Linked DNA regions of Sus scrofa: region 2 is linked to region 1. A link is a contact called in public HiChIP or PLAC-seq data. All regions are on one chromosome and are shown on one strand. Each heading gives the region's core, a stretch centred on a gene start, on an enhancer-like site or on the middle of the called end of the contact. The rest is flanking DNA. Distances are from core to core; before and after follow the strand shown. Region 1 holds the start of LRCH3 (leucine-rich repeat and calponin homology domain-containing protein 3). Region 2 holds the start of IQCG (IQ domain-containing protein G).

Region 1 (7,249 bases), core at 710-3,209:
TCTCTGCTTCTTCCCACTCATTCTTACTATATTTAAAGTAAGATGGACTTCTTTTGGTGCAGTGGCTTAAGGTTGGACTTCTGTGGTGCAGTAGGTTAAGGATCTGGCATTGTCACTGCAGTGGCTTGGGTCACTGCCGTGGCAGGGGTTCTATCCCTGGCCCAGGAACTTCTGTATGTCACAGGCAAGGCAAAAAACCACAAAAAACAACTATTGATATATTCAACTGTAGGATATGGAAGGTAATTGTAGAGTTTAACATATTAAGGGCCTTAAAATCTACTTGGCTAGGAGTTCCCTGTGGCTCAGTAGGTTAAGGATCTGTGGTGTGGGTTTGATCCTTAGCCTGGAATCTTCCATGTGCCCCACTGCGGCCAAAAAAAAAAAGTTCACAGAACCACCATTACTGATCTGAGCAACCATTACTGATCAGCTTTGGTACTGAGATTAAACTTTTTTACAGGGATTCTTATAGTGACTGAGTGGCTAACGAATCCAACTAGGAACCATGAGGTTGTAGGTTCCATCCCTGTCCTCTCTCAGTGGGTTAAGGATCTGGCGTTCCCATGAACTGTGGTGTAGGTTGCAGACATGGCTCAGATCCTGCGTTGATGTGGCTCTGGTGTAGGCCAGTGGCTACAGCTCCAATCACATCCCTAGCCTGGGAACCTCCATATGCCACAGGTGCGGCCTTAGAAAAAGACAAAAAAAAAAAAAAAAAAAAAAAAAAAAAAAACCACCTTTTTTGCAATCCCTTGCATTTAGGAGTTGGACAAGTACTAATTAAGGTTTCATTGAAGAGTTGCACCATGAATGATGGACGGGCTCTCTCCAACCTTATTTTCTTTTGCTCTTTGACATGATCTTTATGGCCTGTGGTGATGTTCTCCGCATGTACCATTAGAAATCACACCTGGATGTGTTGATGCTGATGTACCTTCCAGCATACCTCACATCAGAATCCTTGAGATTTGATTCAAAACCTCATCTATGACTGCATTTCACTGAATTCTGGTGGTTAATCCCCACCACCCCTATTAGGCCCTTTTTTTGTGGTTTTAATCTAATTGGTTTATTTGTCCGGATTCTAATTACATTACAATCTAAGAAAAGGACTGTATCTGACAGTCTATTTCCCATGGTAAAAGTTCATTGATTGTAGGGGAAATGTACATCATTTAGCAGGAATGGCTTAAGTGTGTTAAAGCAGCAATATGCTGGACTAGTTGCAATATATATGAGCTCTAATTGGTTTAAAATGTAGTATTTTCTACTTTTTCAGTAACTTTTTTTTTTTGACTATTTCTTAAAATTGTCTCTAAGCCCTACGTGTAGATTATGGCCAGATCATTTTATATTTCTCAATTTTGGTTCCAGACCAAAAATTTGAACTTTAATACCTCTCACCCAGCTTTATTCACCAATCTTGCCTAAGGGACAGATACTATTTAAGGTGCTTATTTTCGTTAAACTATTTCGTAAAAGGAAAGGCCTAAAATATCTATACGTCCCTTTCAGTGAGAATTATGACATTTGAGAGCCAGGTTAACACTTCTTTTCCTCTCGGGCAATAATAGTTAATAAATCTGCAAGTCTCCATTGAGATCATTTGGCTTATAGAATGACAGGAGTCAGGAAATGTTTCTCATCTCACCACCCAAATTTCTGGCACCAACGGTATTGAGCCTTAATGTTTAATCTAGTACTGAAGGAGGACGGTGGAGAAGTTTTGGTGAGGAGCGTGGTCTGAAAAGTATTTTTATAGAGGCTTGTCGGATAGGTTACTGGGACTAGAGCAGGGCGCCGCTCCCAATTTGTGAGTTCCGTTTTAATTTCGCTTGGAAACCTCAAGTGGGCGGGGGCTAGCGCCGGGGTAAGCGGAGGGGCCCTGCAGCCCAGCCCATCAAGGGACCCGTCCGGGGTCTGCAAGCCCCTTTCCCCGCCCACCCATCATCTGGCCGCGCATGCGCTGCGCGGGCGGGCCAGAGAGTTGTCGGCTAGGAAATGGCGGCCGCAGGGTTGGTGGCTGTGGCCACGGCTACAGAGTACTCTGGCCCGGGAACGTCGGGAGGTAACCTCTCCGTTGTTAACTGCGGCCCAAACTCCGGCACAGGCCCTGGTCCCGGCCCGGGCTCGTGGAGCCGCTCCCTCGACCGAGCGCTGGAGGAGGCGGCGGTAACCGGGGTGCTGAGCCTGAGCGGCCGGAAACTGAGGGAGTTTCCCCGGGGAGCGGCCAACCACGACCTGACGGACACCACCCGTGCGGGTGAGTGGGGCGGGGGTCATCCCTGCCTACAGGAGGCCCGGGGCATAGCCAGAGGCGGCCCCAGCCTATGGGGGGGAAATCGCGAGTGGTTACAGCAACTGGTCCCGTAGCTTCGAGTCGGGACTCGGGCAACGGGGAGAAGCTGGCGGCCCCCACCCACCCAGCCCCGGGGCCTGCGGGCCAGACCCCGAGCTTGGGGCCAGGCGGACAGTAACACCCCCTTCCCCGGCGGGGGAAGAGCACCGTAGAGGACTGCCGGGTAGTCTTACTCTCCTAGAAAATTAACTTCTGCCACTGCTGAGCTAGACCCTTGCTCCGCCGGGATTCTTCAGGCCCTTTCGAATTTGGGATGCCAGATTGACTTGCTAAGATTTGGGATTGTAGCGCGCTCATGATAGGTCAGAATAGCATTGGTCACTGCATTGTCAGGGGGGCATGACTCTCTGCACTGGCCTCTTTTTATAAGAGTTGTGTTTTTAGTGTGAACCCGAACGCTTTAATTTTTTTCTCTTTCCCCTTCATCTAGCTGACTTACCCAGTGTACTTGTGAAAATAACTAGAGCCCACCTTCAGATACCCACTCTTTTCCTCTCTCCTCATGCGGCCTCCAGAAAAGTTGAAGGAAGAAAACTGTTTAGAAAAGATAAACATAGGTTGCCTACCGTTTCTGTATTTAATGCTTTTTAACCCCCCCCCCAGTACTTTACCGTATACTTATTTTTGAACACAGAAAAGATAATAAATCAAGTATTATCTGATTTTCTTGGTTGTAGAGAACAATCTCTGGTGACTGAGGTGTTCAGCATAATGTTTCTCTTGTGTTTAAAATATAGCTTCCTCAGGGAGTAGATTAAAAAGGGAATCAATATAAAGGAGAAAAAAAGCCCCTTACTTATAGTATGGTATGATGTAATTATTTTCATATGTTTTTGCAACCAAAGAATGTGTAGAACTTTGTGTTTTAACCTTTCCTATGTTTGTGCACTCATTAAGATTGATAAGTATTACACATAACTGACTCATGTTAGAAAAAGAAACAGAACTGTTAAACTACTTCAAGAAACTATTCTTTCCAAATAAATTTTTCCTCTAGTGTAAAATTGAAAAAATCAGATGCCTACTTGTTTATAATCTCTTCTTGAAAACAGTTGTACTGAATATACTTTGTATTTTTTAGTGAATGACATTAAAATTAAACTTTCCTGCTGATCTAAATATGAACAGCCACTTGGCTTTTACATATGTTCTGATAGTAAACATCTAAAATTGTCATTCATACCCCAGATTTCATGATTCTGTTCAGGAGATGGATGGAGTAGTGATTTCTTATTGGTGTCATTTCAGTATTACTACATTAAGCCTGAAGTTAAAGAACAAGGTGATTACAGGAGTTTATCGAGCTCATTATCTTACCTGCTTTTAAATAGTTCTAAAAGGAACAATGTGTTTTGCCTTTAAGAAATATTTTATTAACCGACAAAACCCAACGGCATTTATACAGAAGAATAAGTAATCCCAATGAGTTTTTCCCTTACCATGCTCTGAATTTTTAATTCATTAGTATCTACACTTATTTTATTACTTTAATATTAAGTTTCTTCATAAACCAAATTTTTTGTTGGTTAACATTTTATCTGGTCAAAAAGTGTAAAGAAAAAAAAGTTTACAAGGTGCTTTATAACCTACTAGACTAGATTCATTTCTGACATGTTAGAAATATCACTTATTAAGTATAAGTAATCTTTGGCAACCCTTGCTAAGTACAAAAATAGTGAATTAGTCTCTGAATTATTTTAAATGTCTAATTTTATGTGGATAACATTATTGAGTTTTCACTGTTTCCTATTCATTATCATAGGTGTTTTAAAATACATTGCCTTTCTAAGTGCTTAACAATCAGTGGATTAAATATTATTATCCTGGAGTTTCTGCTGTGGTGCACCGCACCGGGATTGGTGTCCTTGTGGTATCGTTGTCTCTGCAGTGTTAGGACACAGGTTCCATCCCTGCAACTGTGCATCAGATCTAATCCCTGGCTGGGCAACATCATGTGCCACAGGGAGGCCAAAAAAGAAAAAAAAAATTATTATCCCAAATTTGCATATGAGGAATCACTCAGAACTTATAGATGAGAAATCACTCAGAGTCATATAAATAGTACTAGTGGTAGACTTTCAGCCTGGGTCCATCTTATTACTCTTCTCTGCACTATACCACACAGCCTCCTTAGGTACAGATAGGTATTACCATTACTGCTTTTACAGATAGTGAAACCAAGTTTGGAGAGTTTGCTCAAACACCTGTAGCTAAAGGCCAAGGAAAGTGGTATTAGCCAGGACTTGAGCCTGATTCAGATCCTGTTTGAGGTAACACTAAAACCATCATCTACTTGTTTCACGGGGTACTTTGAATTCAGACCCACCTTATGTTAGCTAAAATGTTTTGTTCAGACCCTATAGAAAATTTAAAGCCAAGAAAATTATATGAGTGCTATATTTATCAAAACTGCCACGCAGTCTGTTCTTTCTTAATGTATAGACTCTATCTGGTAGAGCTGCTGTCTTTACATTTTAAGAAACAGCACATATTACCTATACTGTTTATAACTTGACATGATTAAAATTCTTTGGAGTTCCTGTTGTGGCTCATCAGTAATGAAGCTGAGCAGTATCCATGAGGATTCGGGTTCAATCCCTGGCCTTGCTCAGTGGGTTAAAGATCTGGCATTGCTGTGGCTGTGGCATAGGCTGGCAGCTGCAGCTCTGATTGACTCCTAGCCTGGGAACCTCCGTGTGCTGCAGGCGAGGTTCTAAAAAGCAAAATAAAATAAAATTCATCATGCAACATTTTCCTGAGACTTTCCTTCCTGTTTGTTTAAAAGGTAGATCTTTAGTAAAACAGAAATATTTATTTGGGAATAAGTTACTTAATTCAGTGGACAACGAAGATCTTAAATCAGGGGAAACTTTTTAGGGCAGAACAGTTTTAACTTGGATTTAGGGAGGCAGAAATGAGAAGGAAAGCCATTCTGGGCAGTGGACAACAGAAGTGTGTGCACATTACTCAGGCTTGCCAGTCAGTGTAGTCCATCCCTTTGGCAATAGTGATGGGTTCATAGATGGACATATTTTCCAGTAAGCACGTAAGAGTGTTAATTCTGAAGTTTTTATTGGAACTATTGAGAAAGAGGCATGCTTTGAACCCTGGGGTTGCTGAGATAATAAAATGTGAGCCTGGAGCTCACCAATAAATGAAAGCAGAGCCAAAAGATAGAAAGAGTGAGGCCAAGTTTGAATGATAATGTTTGAACCTTTGGATCAGTAGCCACGCCTTAAGTTAGTGGTATCCTTGGACTTTCTTGTTTTTTTGTTTTTTTTTTTTTTTGTCTTTTTTTGCCTTTTCTAGGGCCGCTCCCACCGCATATGGAGGTTCCCAGGCTAGGGGTTGAATCAGAGCTGTAGCCACCAGCCTACGCCAGAGCCACAGCAACTCGGGATCCGAGCTGCATCTGCGACCTACACCACAGCTCACGGCAATGCCAGATCCTCAACCCACAGAGCAAGTCCAGGGATGGAACCCACAACCTCATCGTTCCTAGTTGGATTCATTAACCACTGCCCCACGACGGGAACTCCTCCTTGGACTTTCAAATTATGCAAGCTAATAAATTCCCTTGCCTGCTTAATTTGAGTAGACTTCTTGACACGATGTAAGAGTTCGGACTATTATAGTGAGACTGCTTTTGATGAAGTTGTGGAGAGGTCAGTTAGGTCAGAATAAATAGTTGGATTAAAGAATATAAGAGCTACCTTTTGCCTTTAAGGCAGCTAGATTGATGATAGGTTTGGAAATAAGAAGACTAAATCACAGTCATTCATTCAGCAGATATACATGGAGGACCAAGACACTCCCTGTCCTCGAAGAACTCAAGGGAATCTAGCTAGTGGAGGAATAAGTAGATGTAAAGATTATTTGAATTGTCTAATAGTAGCAAAACTTTTTTGTGTAAGGCATTATGCTAGGTAATATAGTGGAAAGAAAAATAAGAGACTAACCTCTAAGTATAAAAAAATCAGTAATCTTATTGGGAGGCTGCAATAACAATCCAGGAATAAAAAACAGAGGTCATATTGGAAAATAAAAATGTACAAGTGCTGACTGAATTTATTTCTTTTTAAAGAGACAATGCATCGAATGACCGAGCCATTAAACCTAGAGGACTAGGAAGATGGTAATGCTCCTGATGATACCAGTAGCTAACATTTATTGAACTGTTAGTATATTCCAAATATTATACTGTTACATGTATATATATATATATATATATATATATATATATAAAATGGACACACAATAACCATTTGAATTGCAAGTACTATTTTTAACCCCGTTTTACATGTGAAAAAGTGGAGACAAGACTAATCTGATCAAGGTAATGCTAATAAATGACAGAGCTAGGATTCAAATTCAGATACATCTGAGCCTAAAACTCCTGTTTTTGATCTCTAAGCCATACTGACAAAGTTTGGTACACAATTTCCTGATACCTTTACAGGGCTGATAGCACATCTAGTTCATTGTGTGCAGCAAATAGAAATGCAAATCTGGAGCTCTAACAGTGAAGTTAGGACTGCAGAATTAATTGAGAGTCATAATGAACAGTTATGAGATTCTTGGAGAAAGAGTGTGGAAAGAGGAAAAGCTGATCACAGACAACCATGGGGTACACCAGCATTTAAAAAGGCAAAAAGCAGGGATTCTCCCATGGCTTAGCGTTTAAGGACTTGGCATTGTCACAGCTGTGGCTCTGGTTACAGCTGTGGCTTGAGTTTGATCCCTGGCCTGGAAACCTTTGTATACACAGGCGTGGCCAAAAATTTAAAAAAATTATAAATAATAAATAAAAAGGCAGGAAGAGGAATCAGCCTGAGAAAAAAACAAAGTTTCATAATTATACCAGAATTCAGAGACTTCTAAAGCCAA
Region 2 (7,540 bases), core at 4,168-6,667, 180 kb after region 1:
TGTATGTATAAATTTCTCTATTTTACATCTACAACCTAAGTAATTAAAATTTATAAAAGCTTTAAGAATTTATAAGGATTTTGCTTACTATCAAGTTGAGTTTTTTTATCTCAGTGGTGCTTTGAGGAGGAATCCAGAACATCATTGAAAATGTAATGGCTGACACCATGATATGGCTGGATATTCAGAAAAGCATACTATAACATGTTTAGCAATAACAAAGTCATTTTAGATTAAAGCAATGTCGAGAGGGTCCAGTTAAAGGCCCTCCCCCTAGTTTTCAGTTAGCTTTTAGTATCTGAGAAATACAAGATAGGGGAGATAATGCAATTACTTAGCAGATTGCCTCAATATATATATTATATAGTATTGACACTGATTTAGCTATGGAGGTTCCCAGTCTAGGGGTCTAATCAGAGTTGTAGCTGCCGGCCTACGCCAGAGCCACAGCAACGCCAGATCCGAGCCGTGTCTGCGACCCACACTACAGCTCACGGCAACACCGGATCCTTAACCCACTGAGCAAGGCCAGGGATCGAACTCACAATGTCATGGTTCCTAGTCAGATTCGTTAACCACTGAGCCATGACGGGAAATCCTCTATAGGCCTTTTAGAATAATGCCAACAGGAGTTCCCGTCGTGGCTCAGTGGTTAATGAATCCAACTGGAAACCATGGGGTTTTGGGTTCAATCCTTGGCCTTGCTCAGTGGGTTAGGGATCCAGCGTTGCCATGAACTGTGGTGTAGGTTGTATACGTGGCTGGGATCCTATGTTGCTGTGGCTCTGGCATAGGCTGGTGGCTACAGCTGCGATTCCTAGCCTGGGAACTTCCATATGCCGAAGGAGTGGCCCAAAAAATGACAAAAAAAAAAAAATAGAATAATGCCAACATATTGGAAGAAATGGATTTTCTGACTGGTAATGCACCTAAAGCTATGTCTGTTTCACTCTATTAATTGAGAGTAAGCATCTCAGATATTTACTGTAGCCCTTCACCTGATATGAAGGTGTTATTTCCCAAGTTAAACTTAATGGCGTAGGTACTGAAAATGATGGGGAAACAAAAAGAAAGGAAAGCTAAAATTAAGTAATAGTGAGTGTATCTACCATGCTGCTGCTTGGTCTTTTTTCATACTGAACTGGCATGATATAGTTTAGAATGGAGAGCTGGTCTATGGTGTCCTCCAGAACTGCAGAGATCCTCAGCACATCTACAATGGAGAGTGGCTTTGTGATTTCTGGTGTGATTTCTCTGGCTGTCTCTTTGGCTGTTTCTTCAATTTCTTCTGCAGCAGTAGGTGGTTCCCCTGTGACTGACACTGTCACCTCAGAGTGCCAAACATCTGGAGGAAGATTTGAGGTTTCCTGTTGACCTCTAAAGAAAGAATAAAAGAAAAAATAATTCAGCCGCTAAATGTTTAAAAATTACTTAAAAGCGCAGGCAGCATGTAGATTGGCTCCTGCAAAGTCCATGTTATCATATAATATAACCAACATAATGAACAAAAGTAGTTTGCATCTGATTCTGCTAAATACTTCACAGTGACATTCTCACCTACCAAAGGCAAGTAACTTCATATTTAATAAAGATAAAGATATGTAGCCCAGGCTATTTGGCTATGCTGACTATGCTTAATCAATTTGAACTTGAGCCAAAATAAACTTTTTTTCTAGCAACATCTTTAGATACTAACCAAAATTGTCTCGATTATTGGAAGATGAAACACAGCAGCCAGTCTCCAAGGTGACCCATATGATTTTTTTCTTGTACTCCTGCCCTTGTCTAGTCTTCCCCACATTGAATAGGACTAACCTATGTAACTAAAATGATACTGTGGGTTCCAAGGCTAGGTGATTTTGAGACATTAAAGCTTCTCCATCACTTTCTCATAGCGCTGTGTGGGAAGCCACTTTCCTTGTCATGAGGACACATAAGGAGTCCTGTGAAGGGTTCCTGATGCTAAGAAGCTAAAGCTTCTTGCCCACAGCCAGCATCAACTTGCCACCTCTGTAAAAGAGCCATCTTGGAGGTGGATCCTCTAGACCCAGTCAAGTCTATAGATGATTGCAGCCCTGGCCAACCTCAAATTCTGAGAGACCCCAAAACAGAAGCAACCACTTAAACTGCTCCCAAATTCTTGACCCACAGAAACTGTATAAAATGATAAATGATTTACTTTCAGTCACTAAGTTTTGTTACACATCCATAGGTAAATAATACAGATATTTAACATAAGGCATTTTTTTTGCTTTTTTTTAGGGCTGCACCTATGAGATCTCCCTAAGGCATTATACGTGAATATATGTGTGTGTGTGTATAACATATATTTACATATAATTATATAATTATTTATTATATATATAATAAATTGGAAATTGGAACATACTCTTCCATTCTTCTTGAATTAGTTTTGTTAACCTCCACAGTACATTTATAATTTCAAAAAAAAAATGCAACCACCTAAAGTGGGAAGAAAACATTGAGATTAGTTTAAGGCAGTGCTGAATGAATTTAAGTTATTTCTACGCCCTTTCATTAAGAGAAAATTAAAGAGTTAGAAGAGCTGTAGCTTATCCCACTTTTTGCTTAGCAGAACAGTCCCAGAGATGGAAGAACCATTGCCATCATGTGCTGCAGGTCTATTAAATAGTCAGCTTACTTATTGGCACTCTTTGAGTTTCTTAAGGTAAGTAAGTGTCCAACATGGCTTTTCTTATGTTTTTTTTTTTTTTCTTTTTCCTTTTTTAGGGCCACACCTGAGGCGTATGGAATTTCCTAGGCTAGGGGTCAAATCAGAGCTGCAGCTGCTGCCCCACACCACAGCCACAGCAAGGCAGGATCCAAGGTGTATCTACAACCTACACCAAGCTCATGGCAATCCTTAAGCCACTGAGAGAGTCCAGGGATCGAACCTGCATCCTCATGGATCTTAGTAGGGTTTGATAACATTGAGCCACAACAGGAACTCCCTGTTTTTTATTGTATTCTGAGTATTGGTTGGTGATAGTTTTATAACAGATTTACTTTTCTGTTATTCTGATTACTAAAATATTTAATTTGTTTGCTGCATTCCCCTTATCTGTCAGTTAACAGACTTAGAAAAACAATTGAGCTTCCACTTAGAAAAACTATATTTAACCTGAAAAATTAGTTTAAACTGCTATCAAGGTGTTACCCTTCCTCAGTAAATCAAAGGCTTCTCTGCTTAAATAAGCTTTACAATGAGAACATCCTATGGAGAAATTTCCTCTGTACTGAATCAATAGCAAATGATAAGTTTACAGTGTGATTTTGGCCACAATAAAGTGATCCTGAGGAGGGTGGTACAAATGTGTCTCATGAAACAAACATACACAGAAATTAAAGAATTTTTATGTAAACTGAAAAAGATTCCAAACTAGCCAAATTTTCTGGTATAAGCGCAGTCTTAGGAGGAAGTAGCATGGTAAGAAGATTTTGTTCTTTGCTGTGTTATTTTTCCATTTTTTGGGCCTGGGGCCTAGGTGAGTGTGCTTCACACAGGTAAGATAGGGCTACACTTATGCAGAACCCAGTACTTTTGTGCTGTTCTGGCTTCTCATTGCTCAACACTGAAAACTTAGGAGTCATTTCTGCTTCCTCCTTCATCGTGACATCAGCATTCTCCCAGTTCAAAGCATCACCACATCCTATGGATTTTACTTTCTATTTCCATATCCCCCCAACACCATGTTGAATCTGTTGTTCCTTGCTTGAACTACTCTAAAAGCCTCTAAATTATTATTATTATTATTATTTTGTCTTTTTAGGGCCGCACCGAGGTATATGGAGGTCCCCAGGCTAGGGGTCTAATCAGAGCTGTTGCCTAGGCCACAGACACAGCAAAGCCAGATCCGAGCCATGTCTGCAATCTACACCACAGCTCACAGCAACGCTGGATCCTTAACCCACTGAGTGAGGCGAGGGATTGAACCCACAACCTCATGGTTCCTAGTTGGATTCGTTTCCTCTGCACCACAACAGGAACTCCTAACAGCCTCTAAATTAAAAGCGATTTTTTTTTAAATGAACGACTGACCTTTTCAAATTGAAACTCTCATCACATCTCTCTTTAAAACCCTTCAATGGATTCTATTACCTTAGGACAAAAACTAAAATTCTCAACTTGGACCATAAGACTTGCATGACCTGGGTTCCTCTGTTCTTCTCCAGATCCACCTAGCACTGCCCTTTTATTGCTCTCATGGCCTCAGTTTCAGTGGGCTTCTTTCTTCTATGGAATCATGCTCCCTTCCAACTCAAGGTCTTTGCACGTGTTACTCCTTCAACTTGCACTCCTCTCCCTGCCCCTCTCCAAATTGTAAAGTCCCACTGATCCATCAGATATCAGCTTTAAATCACTGGCTTTTGCTAAGTATCTGCCATTGGCCCCCTCTGGAACCAATCTTTATAGCTAATTTTTTTCTCATATTACTTTTTTTTTTTTTGCTTTTTAGGGCATATGGAGGTTCCCAGGTTAGGGGCTGAATCCGAGCTGCAGCCGCTGGCTACATCACAGCAATGCAGGATCTGAGTCGTGTCTGTAACCTACACCACAGCTCACAAAAACGCTGGATCCTTAACCCACTGAACGAGGCGAGGGATCGAACGTGAGTTCTCTTGGCTGCTCGTCAGATTCTTTAACCGCTGGGCCACGACGGGAACACCTTACATTACCTTCTAATGTAGTATATATTTTATTCACTTGTTTTGCTCCCTCTACTAGATGTAAGCTCCATGAGGCAGAGATTTCTGCCGTTTTACTTACTGCAGCGTTTTCTGAGCCAAGAACAAAGCTTGGTACATGGTAGTCAGTCATTAAAACTACTTGTTGAAAAAAAGAAATAAATGCATTGAGCAACCCAAATAAATGTGCAATAATTAGGAAATTAAATCTCTGACTCAACTAATCTATCCAACTCTGGTCTGCAAGTATTTACTTAAGACCTATTACACATGGGCACGGTACTGCGCTCACTGAGAGCTTGGCGGCTGACGGAATTATTTTAAAAAGGGAAGGAGGCCTTTTGAGGGCAGTGCTCTTCACCCCAAAGACAAAATGAAAGAATGGAAGTAAGAACTTAAGTCATTTCTTGAAAGAAATAAAGGAGTACGAGGAAAGGAGGAAGGGGATGGGAAGGGGAGGTAAAGAGAACTCCCTCCCTCCTCCTGCCTTCGTGCTGGCGGGCTTTCTCTTCCAGGCTAGAACCCGAGAGTCTCCGTTCGCTCTATTCCACTGTGAAGAGAAGGAAAGAGACTCCCTTGTTGGCGAATCAAATCTGGAGGACCGGAGCGGCTTCACCTCAACTACTGCACACGGGAATGACGCTGAGGTGTTTCTGTGGCAACGCAAGCTTCGGAGGGCCTTTCTTCTCGTTTAGCTGGCTACCATTTTGCCTCCATCTGCTCCAAAATAATGCGGGTCGCATCTTACAAAGATAAAAGGACTCAGGGAAAGAATTGTACGAATGCTCTTGAACGAGGCTTATTTTAGTCAGAAGACGATTTCTCGGGCTCTTTTTTTGGCGGTCGCGGAAGATGCCTAAATGGGGGCGGGGCAGATAGGTGTTTACCCACAAGGCTCCGCGGCGGGGCCTTCCCCCTTCTCTTTCAGCCATCTTGGAGCCTGTGGAGGTGAGTTTAGCTCTGGCAGCTGAACTTTGAGGGCAAATGACTGGGATGGACTCGGTTTTTGCCTCAGCGAGGCACTGCTGCATCGCCGGGTCTCTGCCAGCTAGTGATATTTATGGATTCTAGCAACGGGGAGGACAGGATGGAGGAGATATTGGACTGATGGTGCTGGTCCCCTGACGTCTGTGAACGGGTGCTCCCGTAATCGGAGTTGCTTCCTGGAGGAACAGAGATGGATTCTGTCTGGCAGCAGTTGCCCTTTTGAAGCAGTCGTTCCTTTAGGCAGGGTTCCTTGTCCATTTATTCTTTCTCTAAACCTGGCTTTGCGTATTTACGATCTCTTTTTAGCCTTTCTTTCCTATGCTGTGCTTAAGAGCCTTGTTCCTTGCGTGCTTCTGTTTTCTTTGATATTCATTTTCTCCTACTGACCGTGGCGTGAATTTTCTTAAGACTTCCTTTTGGAGTTTCTAGAAGTTACTTGTAGTTTACTGTCTTACCACTTTTCGTTTTTGTCTCATTTTGGAGTTTGCTTAGCTGTTATCTGACTTAGGGGTCCTTTTCTGAGGAGACTAGGTAGGAAACGTGCGAATACAAGATTTTAAACTGATTATTTTTGTTTTAAGGCCTCCTGGGAGCAGGACTTCAAAACCAGCAAATATGTCGGGAAGGTATGCGTTTCACATATCATTGCTTTGTACTTGCAGTCTCTTTATTACGCTTGAACCTAAACGTGAGCTTAAAATTGGTGGGGGAAAAAATGTTTGCTACACGGGTCATCATCACAAGTCAGATCTGTACCTGTGGTTTATCGAAGTTGAGGTATCTTTTAACAGCTTATGGTTAACGATATATTTTGTCGTAGGTTGTGGTCCAAGGCCATTTTTGCTGGTTATAAGCGGGGTCTCCGGAACCAGAGGGAGCACACAGCTCTTCTTAAAATTGAAGGTGTTTATGCCCGAGATGAAACTGAATTTTATCTAGGCAAGAGATGTGCTTATGTGTACAAAGCAAAGAAGTAAGTTTATGTAGTATTTTTATATTTTCTGAGTTGTACTTGATTTGTCTCATTTGAAGTTGGTAAAGTAATTGGTACTGTTGTAGAGTCTACTTTGGATTTTATGGAACATCATGGTGGTGTTGGATGTAGGTGTCTTCTGCACTTAGAAAAAGTACAGCTGTTAAGTGTTTTCAAGGAAGGAGTCAGTTCTGTATATTATGATCTTAAGGTTTTATAGAGCCCTTTTCATGTACCTTAATTCATTTCGTTGGACTCTTATATAGTTGTATACATGCATGAACGTATTATTTATGTCTTTAGAGCATTGGTTCTTAATCCTGGCTTCTTTGGAAGATTCTTGGGGGTCACGCTTTTATTTCCCCTAGCCCCCTTTCCTTCTGCAACCAGAGTGAGCCTTTAAAAATTTAAGTCACATCATCTGTACATTGCTCAAACTCCCACTGGTCCCATCTCTTCAGTAAAAGTTGAGGTCATTAAGGAGCTTCTAGGACCATATACATTCAGGGCTCCCTGTTTCTACTCTTAACCCAGCTAGGATTTATCCTATCTACTGCCCTCCCAAGAGCCAGGGACACAACCTCAGGTTTTTAACACAAGCTGTTGTTCCCTTTCCAGTCTTTTCCCTAGTGTTACCTTCTTAGTAAGGCCTTCCTTGGTTATTGAAAATTGCAAAAAAGTTCTCTCTCTACATTCAAACATCCTCACATTTCCTTGTCCCCCATTGCCCTTTTCTCCTCCAATATTGTAGCTATTAACCATTTAAAGTTTCCCAGGTGACCAAAGTGGTTAACTAGGGTTGAGAGCCATTGGTCCTGAAGTCACCTTGATTTTTATATCTCACTATACTGATTGTCTTGGTTCTCATTCCTT

What was found. HiChIP or PLAC-seq counts read pairs in DNA pulled down with a chosen protein or histone mark.
Region 2: an H3K27ac HiChIP or PLAC-seq map of alveolar macrophages shows a contact between it and region 1. The contact joins the promoter of IQCG here to the promoter of LRCH3 in region 1. A contact is called at or near these places in 1 of 47 Hi-C or Micro-C datasets (heart right ventricle) and 2 of 2 datasets of contacts at active chromatin or transcription factors (alveolar macrophages and skeletal muscle).

What each region holds. Positions count from the first base shown.
Region 1 is chr13:134,404,118-134,411,366 of Sscrofa11.1, forward strand. LRCH3 (leucine-rich repeat and calponin homology domain-containing protein 3) reads left to right here and starts at 1,960. Exons shown (of 21, transcript XM_013982361.2): 1 at 1,960-2,266. The coding sequence starts at 2,005.
Region 2 is chr13:134,582,705-134,590,244 of Sscrofa11.1, forward strand. It overlaps IQCG (IQ domain-containing protein G), which reads right to left and starts at 5,418. Exons shown (of 10, transcript XM_021070200.1): 1 at 5,195-5,418; 2 at 2,390-2,463; 3 at 1,110-1,377. The coding sequence starts at 2,397. It overlaps RPL35A (60S ribosomal protein L35a), which reads left to right and starts at 5,584. Exons shown (of 5, transcript XM_003358773.4): 1 at 5,584-5,655; 2 at 6,276-6,320; 3 at 6,515-6,667. The coding sequence starts at 6,310.